Linked DNA regions of Rattus norvegicus: region 2 is linked to region 1. The links are chromatin contacts, called in public Hi-C maps. All regions are on one chromosome and are shown on one strand. Each heading gives the region's core, a stretch centred on a gene start, on an enhancer-like site or on the middle of the called end of the contact. The rest is flanking DNA. Distances are from core to core; before and after follow the strand shown.

Region 1 (6,466 bases), core at 1,542-4,041:
CTTACTTATATCCATATGGACAACTCAAGATAGATACATTAAAATCGACATTTACAAAGTGGTATATTAAAGAAGGCATTACATTATGGAAAAAAGATACCGAGATAGCACTCACTTGCCCCTTTAATATTCACAAGTTGTGAATTATTTTAGAAACAGTGATGGAAACAAGAGTTCAGATTTATTTGAAGAAGCCCATGTTGCATAAATTTATCATAACAGATAACCTAAGCAGCTTTTTGTAGAGACCTAATTTAAGAACAGATTAGAACAACATGTATATTATTATGTATGAAAATGCTGATCTATCAGATATATAACATGTATATATACTCACACATATGTTCAAGTGTACATATGTAATGCATGCTTAATGTATATTACAGTAAATGTGTGCTTTACATATGCAATGATTTAAAATGTATAGAATAAAATGCAAAAGTACCTTTTAAGTAAATTAAAATGATTTTCTAAGAATACATGCAGTGCAAATTTTATAAAAAAATGCATGTGTTTTTTATCTTTCATTTATGTCTTGTTTTTATACACTGAATGTTAGATATTTTATCTTTTATTTTTCCACCTGGACTCAACTTATTCTCCTGTAATAGAATACCCTGGTACAATAGGAAAAGCAAAAGCTTATCTGATGTTAGTAGCAATAGCTTATCTCTCTCAGCTGAGGAAGTAAATGAAAATTCAGAACGTCTGTGGAAAATATTAGATATGTGTTTATATACATCCCAAATAATCAGTGATCATTAGCTACTCTGAGGAGAGAGCATGTCTTGGATTAAGTAGCTTTTCACCAAATGAGGGAAATAGAGAAACATTGAACTGAGAGAAGTCAACCTTCAGTACCCAAGCAGTTAAAGAAGGAACGCAGCTGAGAAATACACCACGTAACATACTGAGTGAAAGGGACAAGTGTGTGAACAGAAAACCCTCAAACTCTCTCTCTCTCTCTCTCTCTCTCTCTCTCTCTCTCTCACACACACACACACACACACACACACACACACACACACACATGATGATCAAATAAGTAAGATTTTTTTAACACAATAGTAATCAGAAAAAATCTGAAAGCAACCTGGGATTTTTTTTTTTTGTTGTTGTTGTTGTTGTTGAAATAATGGCAGTGCATTGTTAATCATTTTTGAGATTTATTTTTGTTTAAGTTTGTGGCTGCTCTGTCTGCATTTATAGCTGTGTACCATGTACATGTAGTGCCCACAGAGGCCAGAAGAGGGTACCAGCTCCCCTGGAACAGGAGTTAAAAGCTGTTTAGTCATCAGCTGAGTACTAGGAACTAAACCTGGGTCCTGACCTGGAGGAGCAGACTGTACTCTAACCCACGGAGCCATTTTTCTAGACCTATTTGAGAGACCATGAATGAAAAAGTCTAGTCACATGCAAGTTGTGTCTTGGTCCTTCTGAAAAGTGTTTTGCTGGTATCCTATTAAGTTAACAATGTTATGCTGCGCTGATTCCAGTGCGTGTGGCCTTCATAGAGCACCAATGTGCATGCTAAAAATACCTAAGTATCAGTTCCAGCATGACTTACAATATTAATAAAACCTAGAAATCACAAAATACTGTGTAGCTGTGCGAAGAATTACACAGATTTATAGGCTCGGATACAAAAATTTTCTGTCTCATAAATACATAAAAATCAAGTTACAGAAATATATATGAAATTAAGATGTTTAAAAACATATATGCGTGTGAAAATACATATAAGGCACAGATGATGGTAGCATAAAAATGACTCCTGGGGAACGGAATAATTTGGAGCAAGTGGGAGCTCCTGGGAGATGTCATGTTTTACATTGAATTTGGGCAAGAGCTAGTCTGTTTGAAACTGTTGAATTGCTTCACCTTGTCAACTTTTAGTGGAAAAAGGCAAACACGTATGTACACGTTACCATGTACAAAAGTGTGTTCCACTTCAGGCAAGACTTTCTATCTAGTTGCAATGTGTTTCTAGAGACTGTGCCCAATGCCCAGGCAGACTCCCTTCTGCTTCCTATGCCTTTGCTATGGGACCATCCCTCATGCTGGAGCTTGTAAGGTATGTATAGAGTTCTGCCCATGTGTTAAGGAGGACCCACTTACAGGTCTGCTGGTATCTCCTGTCTAAATAAGGAAGGGTGCTTTCACACCTTGCTCTGACGCCCTTAGAAAAAAGTCAGATTCTCCCCCAAATCACAGAAGTGTGTGTGTGTGTGTGTGTGTGTGTGTGTGTGTTGTCGTCCATGGGAAGAAGTAAACTTGTATGGAATACCATTCTTCAAGTACAAGTACACTTAAATATCCATATATTAAAATGTACGTGCCATGCCCGTTTCCTTCTCCTACATAAAGGAGTCAGGCCCAGGCCGGTGTCTTTCTATTTGATCTTAATCCCTCTCCCCTTCAGCGTGGCCAGGAGCACCCCTCTCTTTGTAATAAATAGCTCGCAGAGCAAGACATTCAGTCTGTCCCCTTTGATCACCTCGGAGCTGTCAGCTTGTGCTGCTGTTTGGCTTCCAGCTCTTGTTCCTGCCTAAAAGTGGAAGTAATGCCCCCTGAAAGAAATACCCTAGGTGTCCTGCAAGGCTGCAATCTATTTCTTCTTTTGTTGCATACGCCCCCTGGGGCCCGCCCTCCCAGCTTGAACAAACTCCCCCCCACCCCCTCTATATCTTCGAAATTCTAGTTCCTTCTACAGACACTCTGCTGTGCTCCTGTGACCCCCTGGGCCAGACTGTCTGAGAAGCTACCACCCTGCCAGACGGGGGAGGCTCCTCCTGGCTCCTCCTCCTTCTGCCTGTCGCGGGCTCCGCAGAGCTCCGCACTGCAGGCTTTTGTGGTCACTGGTCCTCAGGTCTTCATCTGAGGCGGCTAGCACCATTTCCCTGTACCTCACCCAGTGGCTGATCTCCCCTAAAATGCCCCCGTTTCCCTGCATTCACTAGAGACTTGGGATTGCCCCGGAGGACTCCCTGGGTTGGCATTAGGGCCCCCAGCTCTGCAGTCAGCTTTTGAGATGTGGGGAGTGGCGCTGAGATCGGGCTCAGCTGCAAGCCTTTGCTGATGCCAGCAGTCAGGGCAGAGAACACATTTGCAAGCTCTGCTCCTGGTTTATTGCGGAGATTATAAGCAATCTGTCTCCTCTCTTATCATCGCGTCAGGCCTGTTGTATAGTTTGTAAATATTGCTCAAAGGAAATAATTTGCGAAGGTAAACAATTGGGAGAAAAGTATATGGACCGTGAGGTTTGTCTTTAATGTGTTTACAGGACAGGAAAGGGGTCTGGGATGAGAAAATTATGGGGTAGGATGGGGAGGGGAGGGGAGGGGAGAAGAGGGGAAGGTTGATGACCAGAATGCTGATGATTCTGTGATGGCGACATAACTAATTAACTGTAATGTCGCTTAAAAGCTTCTGGCTCTCCCTGACATTGCTCGAAAGTATGCATTATTTTAAAAAGAGAGCTAAGATGTAGGAGGGGGTTGAGTGGCTTTAAAATGACTGAATACCACTCATTGTGCTGGATTAAAAAAAAAAGGAAAGAAAACCGACAAACTGCAGTGGAAATAAATACAGCATTGCAGGCTGGTGTGAGGCCACAGCCAGGGAAGCGAGGGCTGCTAAGTGGAAAATTCCTGCAGAGGACGTGTTTCTGTTTCCAGTGGGAAGAAAGAGAGTGTTGTTGGGAGCGGGCAGTTCTTTAGAAAATACCAGTGCACCATGATGATGACCGAACGACCTAACTGAACTGGGAGAAATGAAGCAAACAAAACGCTTTACCTAGTGTACTGTATTCTTAGAGGCTGCTGCAGGCTCCCGGGAAAAGATTGGAATCTGGGTTCTCCCTTTCCCTGGGTCTAGACAGAAGGAAGGAATGAAGAGGCTATGGGAGCTGACAGCCTCTGAGAGGGGAAAGCCGAAAACTGGGGGCGCCTTTGCTCCTGAAATAGTCACATCCTCAGAGCCTGGGTCCTCGGGTCCTCAATACTGAAATGACACACCAGCTTTTCCTGGAGGATGCCAGCTGTAGGAGCATTCTTCTGTTAGAAAGATCCTTGGGTCTTGAGAGGACTTTCCCAGATGTGCAGCTTAGGGGGACTTCAGCGAGATGTCACTGCGATCCCTTCAGGGGTGGTTTAGATTGCATCCCTAGAATGCAAAGAGAGAACAGAGAGCAGGTCCTCAACCATCCCCACCCCACTCCCCACCTCCGTGAAAGTTCCGTGTTCGTTAGGACATTGTATCCCCACTAAGGCATCCTGGTACAGAGAAATCAAAGCCAAAAGGGACCCTTAGTTTTTTGTGTCTCTGCAAAGCGTCTGTCTGAAAGCAAAGGGGTCGGGAGGCTTGGGAAGCCTGCAGTGGGTACTCTGATTCAGGGATGCTCTATGCCAGAGAACTTTCATTTTCTCACAGCATCCCTTTCTCTGACACACAACATACTAACAAAATAATGAGAATCCATTTTTCCTTTAAAGGCTTTGTCATGAAGGGATGCATATGATGGTCTTTTACAGATAAGCTCATACTAGTCTCGGAATGTAATAAATCTGATTGATTCTGAAAACAGCTTGTGGGAAGTAACTTCCACTCACTTGTAATTAAAATGACATTGAATTTGCACAAACTTTCATGACTGATAGCACACTAGGATACCTCACCTCATTCCAGTGTCTCCAGACTTCATGTTTTCTTGGGTGTGAAAATTCAAGATGATGGTGGACTTTTATGTCTGAGAAGTCTACACCCCAAACAACATTTAGTTTGATGAGAATGAGACTGAGTCTGATTGCCAAGGTAATGCTAATAGGTAATTGAGAAAACTACAGAAGGGCAGTTAGTCATCATCGCCCGTTTAACATACAAATGTTCTTGTCTACTCTTAAAAACAACACGGATTTAGAAACCCTTGAGATAATGATAAATTCATCTTGTTCGATTCTGTGATTCTAAGATATTTACAGAGATGTAATATCGATGCGCATTTAAAACGCATTACTCTCATCATGTTTTAAAAATTTTTATTGATTCTTTGTGAGTTTCACATCATGGACCCCAGTCCACCTCATCTCCCTGCCCCCCCCCATATTCACCACTCACCCTTGCAACCTACCCCCAATGAACTCACACAAACAACAACAACAACAACAACAACAACAACAACAACAACAAAAGCCTAGAAAATATCTCATTGTGGGAGCTGTGGTATGTCACAGTGTGTTCCACAATACATCCCTCCGTCCACACCTCCTCACTTGCAAATGTCCATTTCGATGAGCCAGTGGTCTGATTCAAGATCCATTGCTTCTGTGAGACCATCAATACTGGATCCTCATTGGTTCTCCTCCCAGCTATCCTGACGTTGTCCTGTGTCATGGAGATCCTGCAGTTTTGGAACAGCAGGACCGGCCCTTTCACATGCCCCAACCATTCACAGATGATACACATTTTGAGATGGGCCATCTCAGAGGCCTGGATCTCCTGACCTGGGGAGAGCAGAGCTGGTCAGATCATGGGCTATCTCTCCCATATCCACACCACCAGGGCAAGCTCTTCAGCACTGCTCTGGCTAGGCCACCCAATACCCAATACTGCCCTCAGCAGGAACACGGTCACCTTTGGGGCTGACTTGTTTCAGTGCTACTAGGTCAGCTTTCCAGAGTGCTATTTCCAGTGAGGGGCCAGGGTTAGCTCTCCCATTCTCACGCACTGGAGTTGGTGGGGAGCTCCCAACTATGGGGAGAAAAGAGGGCATAACCCTCAGACCCACATCACCTCAGAAGAGTAGTGTGGCCAGCTATCCCATTCTTTGAACTTAGGGTCCACTTATTTGCACCCCATCTACCAGGGCCAACTCTCCTGAATGCTGCAGCTGGTGAAAGGTAGAAGAGCTTATGACCCTGTGAGCAGCTTTTCCAAGTGCCAGAGGTGAAGGGGCTAGAGCCCATAACACCCTATGGCAAGATCAGCTCTCCCACACTCATGCTCTGGAGTCATCCTGCCCCTGCAATCAGGACCAACGCCACTGTGCTGCCTGGGCCTGGTATAGGGGTCTGCTTCCCCCAAATGCTGTCAAGGGTGAGAGAAGGGGCCAGTTGTATATAGTCCCTGGACAACCAAGTGGTTCCCAGTGACTGCCCAGACTAGGGGCATCCCCATGTTCTCTAGTGGTAAAATGAGCTGCAGGAATTGGCACTGACCTCTGCCAAAGCTTAGCCATAGACTCAGACATGGCCTTCATGGGAATCTTGGACCGGGACCTCACCTGCTCATCCCAGGTGGCAGGGCTGGTCACTCACAAAAGGCTGTCCGTCTTCAGTTCTACCTTTCTTCCTTCTATGCATATTGTGCGCTTCTCTTTCTCTCCCATCTGCCCACAACATAGTCACACATTGTGGTAGCTCCTACTGCAGGCTGGGCACATGGTTGATGGGCCCCTGGGTGACATCTT
Region 2 (6,466 bases), core at 1,944-4,443, 670 kb after region 1:
GCTCTCGTACCCGGGGTAAAGTGCTTGCCTTGGGATCCCCCAAGGACAGCCTTGTGGGTCGAGCCAGGCGGCTGTTGGTCTGTGCAGCTGTGTCTACCTTTCGAGGCAGATGGGGCTGCAAGGCATGGTGGTGGGGATGTGTGACGCTAGACTCTGGCCTAGCCCCACAGTAACCCCCACCCAGGCTGTCGCTGCTGGTGGAAGAGGAGGAATCTTCGGCAGTTGCGGTATAGCGAAGGCGTCCAGAGCTTGAAGAGAGACGAAGATGCTGGTGCCTGGCACCCTCCTCTGGCTCCCCAGGGCGCTGGGTGTGCTTAAAGGACCTTGGTAATGAGTAGTAGGAGAGGACAGGCTTGTGCTGGGGATCTTCTGGGCCATAGTAGCATTCTGAGGGGCTGCTGGTGTTGGAATCTCCCACTGGCGACATGTTCATGTAGTCACCAGTGCAAGGCAAGAGCTTACCACCACCGCTCTCAACAGGAGGTTTGGCATGGGGAAGGGCATGGGTATGGTGCCCCCCTACTCCGTTTGTCCATGGCTTCCCATAGCTGCTCCCAGAAGGGGCTGCGCTGATGCTGCTACTGCTGCAAGACCCACCTCCAATGTCAGGAGAGCAACTACCACTGGGAGACATCATCATGTAGCCATTGGGGTCCACTCTCTGTGGGTGGCGCCTGATGGGGTTAATGATCTGCTGGGGGGCAGATACACTCTTGGGGCTCATGGGCATATAGTCCCCATTTCCTTTGCGGTTGCTGGGCACTGGAGCCACTCCGGGAGACATGGGCATGTAGCCATCATCGGTGTGGAGGTTGGAGGAGTCTGGACGGTGGTGGCCCCCACGACGTTCCAAGTGGTGCATCTCTAGACCCTCCTCGGGATAGGAGTGGGTGGGCACGAAGGCGGAATGCCGGTAGCCGGGCAGTCGGCCTCCACTGCCACCTCCTGGTGGGTAGGCAGCGGGCATCATCTCTGTATATTCCTCAATAGAAACCACTGAGGACTGCGAGGGGGTCTTCTGGTGGGATATGGTGGGGGACGTGCCAGCCGAGTGAGTTCTCTTCCGAAACCGGTTATCCAGATCTGCTGCACCAGCGGCTTCGTCTCCAGTCAGCGCCGGGCTTGTCCCCATGGTAGCACCTGGGATGTAGCGATGGCCGTTGCCACCCCTAGACAAAATGTAGTGACCATTGGGAGCTGTCAAGGTGGAGGCTCCCTTGCCACCCATGCAGATATAGTTGCTCAGCTCCTCCTCACCCCTGGCTGGTGGGGTGTGGCCCAGGGAATCTGGGGTGACACTGCGGAAGGAACTTCGGAAATCGCAGGGACTAGAGCCATACTCATCAGAAGAGATGAAACCGCCATCGCTAGGAGAACCGGACACGGAAGCACTAGAGCGCCTCGGGAAGAGACAGTCTGAAGTGGAGCCGTGGCCACTGGTACTACTGGATGACAGGCTCACTGGGCTGGTGGCTGAAGGGGAGCATCGTGAAGAAGGCATAGGGATGGAGCGGCTGTGGTTGAGTGGGGGGTGCAACCTGGAGCTGCCTCGATGCCGATGGGCGTGGGTCCTGTTGGTGCTAGGGCTCACAGGACTGCCATCCACTGATGCTGGACGGGACATGGTGCCTTCGCCATCGCTGGAGGCACGCACCCTGAAGGAACCTGGTTTCCCACCCACCATACTGGCAGGGGAGGTGGCAGTGATGCTCTCAGTTCGAGATCTCCGAGTCAGCCCCACTTGGCTGGGCGGAGGATTGTTGAGATGGTGCCTGCGCAGGGGAACACTGATGGGGTTGGAGCAACTGGATGAAGATTGGCTTTTGCTGCGCGGGCGAAACTCATCGCTCATGGCCCGCATGGCCTCTAGAATGGTCTCATGCATGTTCTGGGCCACCACGGAGTCATCCACTTGCATCCAGAACTCGCCGGGCCCGGTCACAGCTGACCGCCCCACCTCGATGAAGAAGAAGTTCTCTGAGTGGCCACAGCGTCTGATGTTCATCAGCTGCAGCACCACAGCGGCAGCCTCAGAGTTGAGCTTCACAAAGCTGATGGTCTTGCTGGTCAGGCAGAGGCGGTAGATACCAATCAAGTTCTTTGTCTGACCTAAGCCCTTGGGTTTCAGGATAACCTGCCAGACCTCCTTGAACGCGGGTCCTGGGCCCGTGTCATAGCTCAAGTCCTCCCCTGCCTCTCCGACGCCAGAGCTGCCGCTGCAGCTACCACCGCAGCCTCCTCCAGCCCCGTCATGGTGGGCCTTTGCCCGATTATGCAGCTGCAGAAGAGCCTGGTACCAGCTGTCTTGTTCAGCCTCGCTATCCGCCGCAATGGCAAAGTGTTCGTCTCGGGTGTAGAGAGCCACCAGGTGCTTGTTCTTGGAGTCAGCCCGCTTGTTGATGTTGAAACAGCTCTCGAGGGGGATCGAGCGTTTGGGGGCGCTCGACTTGTGCCGCCACTTCTTCTCGTTCTCATAATACTCCAGGCGCGCCGGGCCCCCGGCCTCGCTGGCCGCCCGCAGCACGAAAAAGCGCTTATGCATACTCTTGGGTTTGCGCAGGTAACCCACCTTGCGCACGTCTGAGAAGCCATCGGTATCCGGAGGGCTCGCCATGCTGCTGCGGAGCAGAGGGAGGTGTCGAAAAACTGGGTGAGGGGTGGCTTCTCGGTGCGGCCCCGCACATGCACTCCGGGCTGGAGGAAGCAAGCAGAAACCCTGACTCCGAAATTCACGCCGTTCCTGGCGCTGGGGAGGGGCAGCCGAAGGACGAGGTAGCTGCGCCAAAGGAAGATAGCCTGATCCGAGTTTAAGGGCGTTTCATGCCCAGAGGGAAAGGCAGTGGGTCTAGGGTGAGTGCAGCCGCAATCTTCCGAGGACTAAGTCTCCCCCAGTCCTTGCAGCAGAGAAGGAGCTATGGTGCATCCCTTGCCGCCCCTGGTAGAGTCCGATGCAGGGAGGCAGAGACGACCGGAGGAGTCCCCGCTTGGCCCTCCAGGCGCGCGCTCCTTCCCTCCCGAGTTCCCCTCTGGAAGTAGCGATTCCCCAGGCAAATTAAATATCCTTGGGCAGGGGGAGGCGGGCTGCCAAGTCCCAACGTTGCACGGGGTTCTCCCTCCTCCTCCTTCTCCTCCTCCTCCTCTGCCTCCTCCCACCCTCCAACAGTCCCCGCCGCCACCAGCCGCCCAAATACCAGCTCAATCGCAGAGACCGCGGCGCTGCGGCTGTTGCTGCTGCTGCTGCTGCCGCCCGAGGACGCGTCCTCTGCAGCCCGCACTCGAGCCCATCTCGGCGGGCGGGGAAAGTGGCTTTTCCACGCGCAACGCTACTGGGCAGCTGGGGGAGCAGGGGACGGTCCAGAGGGACAGGCTCATCCCTGCCCCTAGCTCCAGTCCGCAAGGGAGGAGGGGAGGGGACGAGGGAGGGAGGCGAGGGGAGTGCGGGGGGGGGGAGGAGGTTTGGGAAGAGATCGGGGAAGACGCCCGGTCCTCGGGAGGCGCAGCCGCCGCAGTTACTTCTCTCCTCCTCCCTCCTCCTTCTCCCTCCTCCTTCTTCCTCCTCCTCGGAGAGTTGCCGAGAGCCCCAACCAAAACAAGCGGCGGCTGGCACCGCGCGCCGGCCCTCCTCAGACCGCGCCGCCGTCTCACTCCAGAGGAGCAAAACACGTGACGGAGCCTCTGCGCTCTGCAGCCGGGCTGCCGCCGGGAGGCTCCAGCCCGGGTCTCTCTCCCTCTCCCTGCTTGCTCTACATTCCGGGCCGAGCCCGCCCCACGCCCGCCCCTCTCCACCCCCCGGCCGTGCCGCAGAGGCGCCCGCACTGGCCCTTTACTGCAGCGCTCGGGCAGCGCCCCTGCGTGGCCGACAGAGCCCGGGGCGCTGCGCCTCCCAGGCCCGCGCCACCCAGGGCGCCCCCGGCCCGCAGGAATCCCCGCGGCGGGAGGGCGGGCGTGTTTGGGTGGCTACCGGAAAGCAGGAGGGGAGTCTGGGAAAACGGGAGGGGGCGGTCTGGGGAAGACGCAGGAGTGAGGGAGGGGGCAGTTAGAGGGGGTGCACTGCGGCTGCAGAGCCCCGAGGGGGTGGAGGCGCTGGGGTGGAGGGGGCGCAAGTGACCTGCTAGCTCTCACCCAACAGGTAAAGGCGACCCCCGGGAGGCAGCTGGAGGTCAGTGTCTAGGTGAGAGGCCCTGGTAGGGAGATCTACATTTTTGTAAGGTTTTCTAAAGGACTTCTGGGCCAGTCTTCCACCTGAATCTTCATATGTGCCGCGGCGAGGCACCTGGAAGGAACAGAGAGGGACACCCAAGGGCAATGACTGTTGGCTGGGTTAGGGTCTCTCGAAATCAAGACCTGGGATCTCACGCCTGGCACTATGAACCGCAGATCACTAAGGAAATAAAATGTAAATGTCACCATGTCTCTCTCTTCCTGCAGGTGAACAGGGATTCACACTTAGGGATTGGTGCAAAGGATGGGAGGGGGGCGGAGGATACCAGGAGCTCCTTATCGCATTCTAAGTCTATTTGCGATTTTATTTTTTTAAGATGTAAAGGACCTTCACAGAGTTCATAAGCCCAGCCCCTACTGTGTACGTATCAGCAAATGTTTGTTTCATAGTTGCCCGCGCCTTGGATGACCCTATACATTTTTAACCTTGACCACAAGGATAAGCGGAAGACAAGGATAAGTGGCTAGGCTGTACAGGAAAATGGGTTCTTCTTGATGAAAACGGGTCAGCAGCCTAGTTGCAAAGCCAGTTTCTCAGCCTCACCACAAGCAGACGCTCCCCAAAGTTTTTTTTTTTTAAGGTGACCTATAAATCAAGCAGGATGTCCCTATCTAGCCCAACCGGCATTAAAGACCTACAAAGGTTGGTGCTTAAAGCCATTCTACTCTAGACATGGGCGGTTCTAGGTTTCCGCCTCCTTTCCTACGCCAGGAACCCCCTCAGCCTCCAGCTCTCTGGCACTGCAGGATGTTCGCAGGGAGACGCAGAGGTAAAGGTGCTGGGCATGCTCAAATCACTAGACTGCCTAACCGGGAGTAGGGGGCGGGGGAAGGGGGCAGCGCGCCTCAATAGAATGCGGGGAGAGAGGCGGGGTGAAGTTCCCGGGGCAGCCTGCTGATTGGTGGAGTTGCCTGTCTTTCCCGTCTTGCACAGATGCGGTAAAGGGAAGAGTGAGGGTACAGACGTAGGCACTGGCGCCATTCAGATGCTTGCAGTACTTGAATTGGTGTATCCCGCATCTGTAGGTGCCGCCTCCTCCGGAAAGCCTGAGAGCCTCCGGTTTCTCTTTTCACCTCCTTTATCATGCAGGTTAATGTGTTGTCTGGTACACACGTTGAATTGAAAGTCCACATTTTCCGCCTCTGACAGCTTGGCGATGCGGGCACACGTGCCCACTATAGGAAGGCTATAAATAGCGAGTAATTTGGAAAAGGTACGGAGGCAGAAATAGAATGAAGAGGATTCTGAAGGTTTGAAATGCTTTAGCGGGAGGAAGGATGTCAACTAGAGATGTCTGAAGTTAGTGTAGCAGAATAACAGTGGCGGGGGCGGGGGGTAAACAATTGCTTCGTCTCGATTAGTCCAAAGGGGGGCTCGCAGTGTGTAGAAAGGCACTTCAAATCCAGACTTTCACTTTTTAAATTACTTCCAACCCTCTGTCACCAACCAAGAACAAACAAAAAGGAGGGAGGAAAAAAGGACGTACCTCTATGAGAGAAACAGTATTTTCTCGAACATCAAAAGCAATTTGATTTGGAAGATTTTTGTAAGTCATTTTCACAGAACGTTAGAGATTTCATGATATGAAAGTAATGTTATTATGACTGAGGAGGAAGCAGAACAACTGTTTTGAGTTCTCCAAGGCTCTGGATTGGATCCCTAGTTACACACACACACACACACACAGAGAGAGAGAGAGAGAGAGAGAGAGAGAGAGAGAGAGAGAGAGAGAGAGAGAGAGAGACCCACACACACACTACTCACTTGAGTTTTTACCACCAATCTTAAAGGCAGCTAATATTCAAATTGTACTACAGTAAGTTCAGTTCTTTTCTTTTTTTTTTTTTTTCTTTTTTCTTTTTCTTTTTTTTTTAATTCACGGGTTGAGATAACTCTGGGAATGCAAATTCACATTTGATTTACGTAAACATACAGAAAAGGAAGGTAGACTTTTGTGGAAACGGAGTGAAGTCATGTTGAGTGGATACAGGTATTATCCTGTCACCTTATGCTAAATCAGTCTTGTGTATTGTAATGAAAATTTACACCTAACTGAAAATTCACTGAGCAGGCAAGCAACCTATTACCAAATAAGTTACTCGATGCTGCCATCTCTAGGACAGCTGGGAACCACATCTGAAACGAATAAAGGAGAGCGGACTGCGTTTTAAAACATCGACTAGAAGCACTGCCAGAACTAAATTCAAGACATACTGATGTCTTGAATACAGTCTTGATTGTGAG

The links. Hi-C and Micro-C count contacts between places; a contact is called where the count stands out from the background.
Region 2: a Hi-C map of Schwann cells shows a contact between it and region 1, with 9 times the contacts expected there. The contact joins the promoter of Irs1 here to the enhancer-like site in region 1. A contact is called at or near these places in 6 of 12 Hi-C or Micro-C datasets (the A7r5 cell line, Schwann cells, frontal cortex and 3 more) and 1 of 1 datasets of contacts at active chromatin or transcription factors (oligodendrocytes).

The regions. Positions count from the first base shown.
Region 1 is chr9:90,381,075-90,387,540 of GRCr8, forward strand. No RefSeq gene overlaps it. Among named protein-coding and RNA genes, the nearest start is that of Nyap2, 530 kb to the left of the region's middle. Within about 2 kb of position 2,792, at least 42 of the 93 cell types and tissues checked have an H3K27ac peak or open chromatin away from gene starts, as enhancers often do. A contact at or near this core is called in the A7r5 cell line and Schwann cells, where this site is marked.
Region 2 is chr9:91,050,766-91,057,231 of GRCr8, forward strand. It overlaps Irs1 (insulin receptor substrate 1), which reads right to left and starts at 3,194. Exons shown (of 2, transcript NM_012969.2): 1 at 1-3,194. The coding sequence starts at 2,614.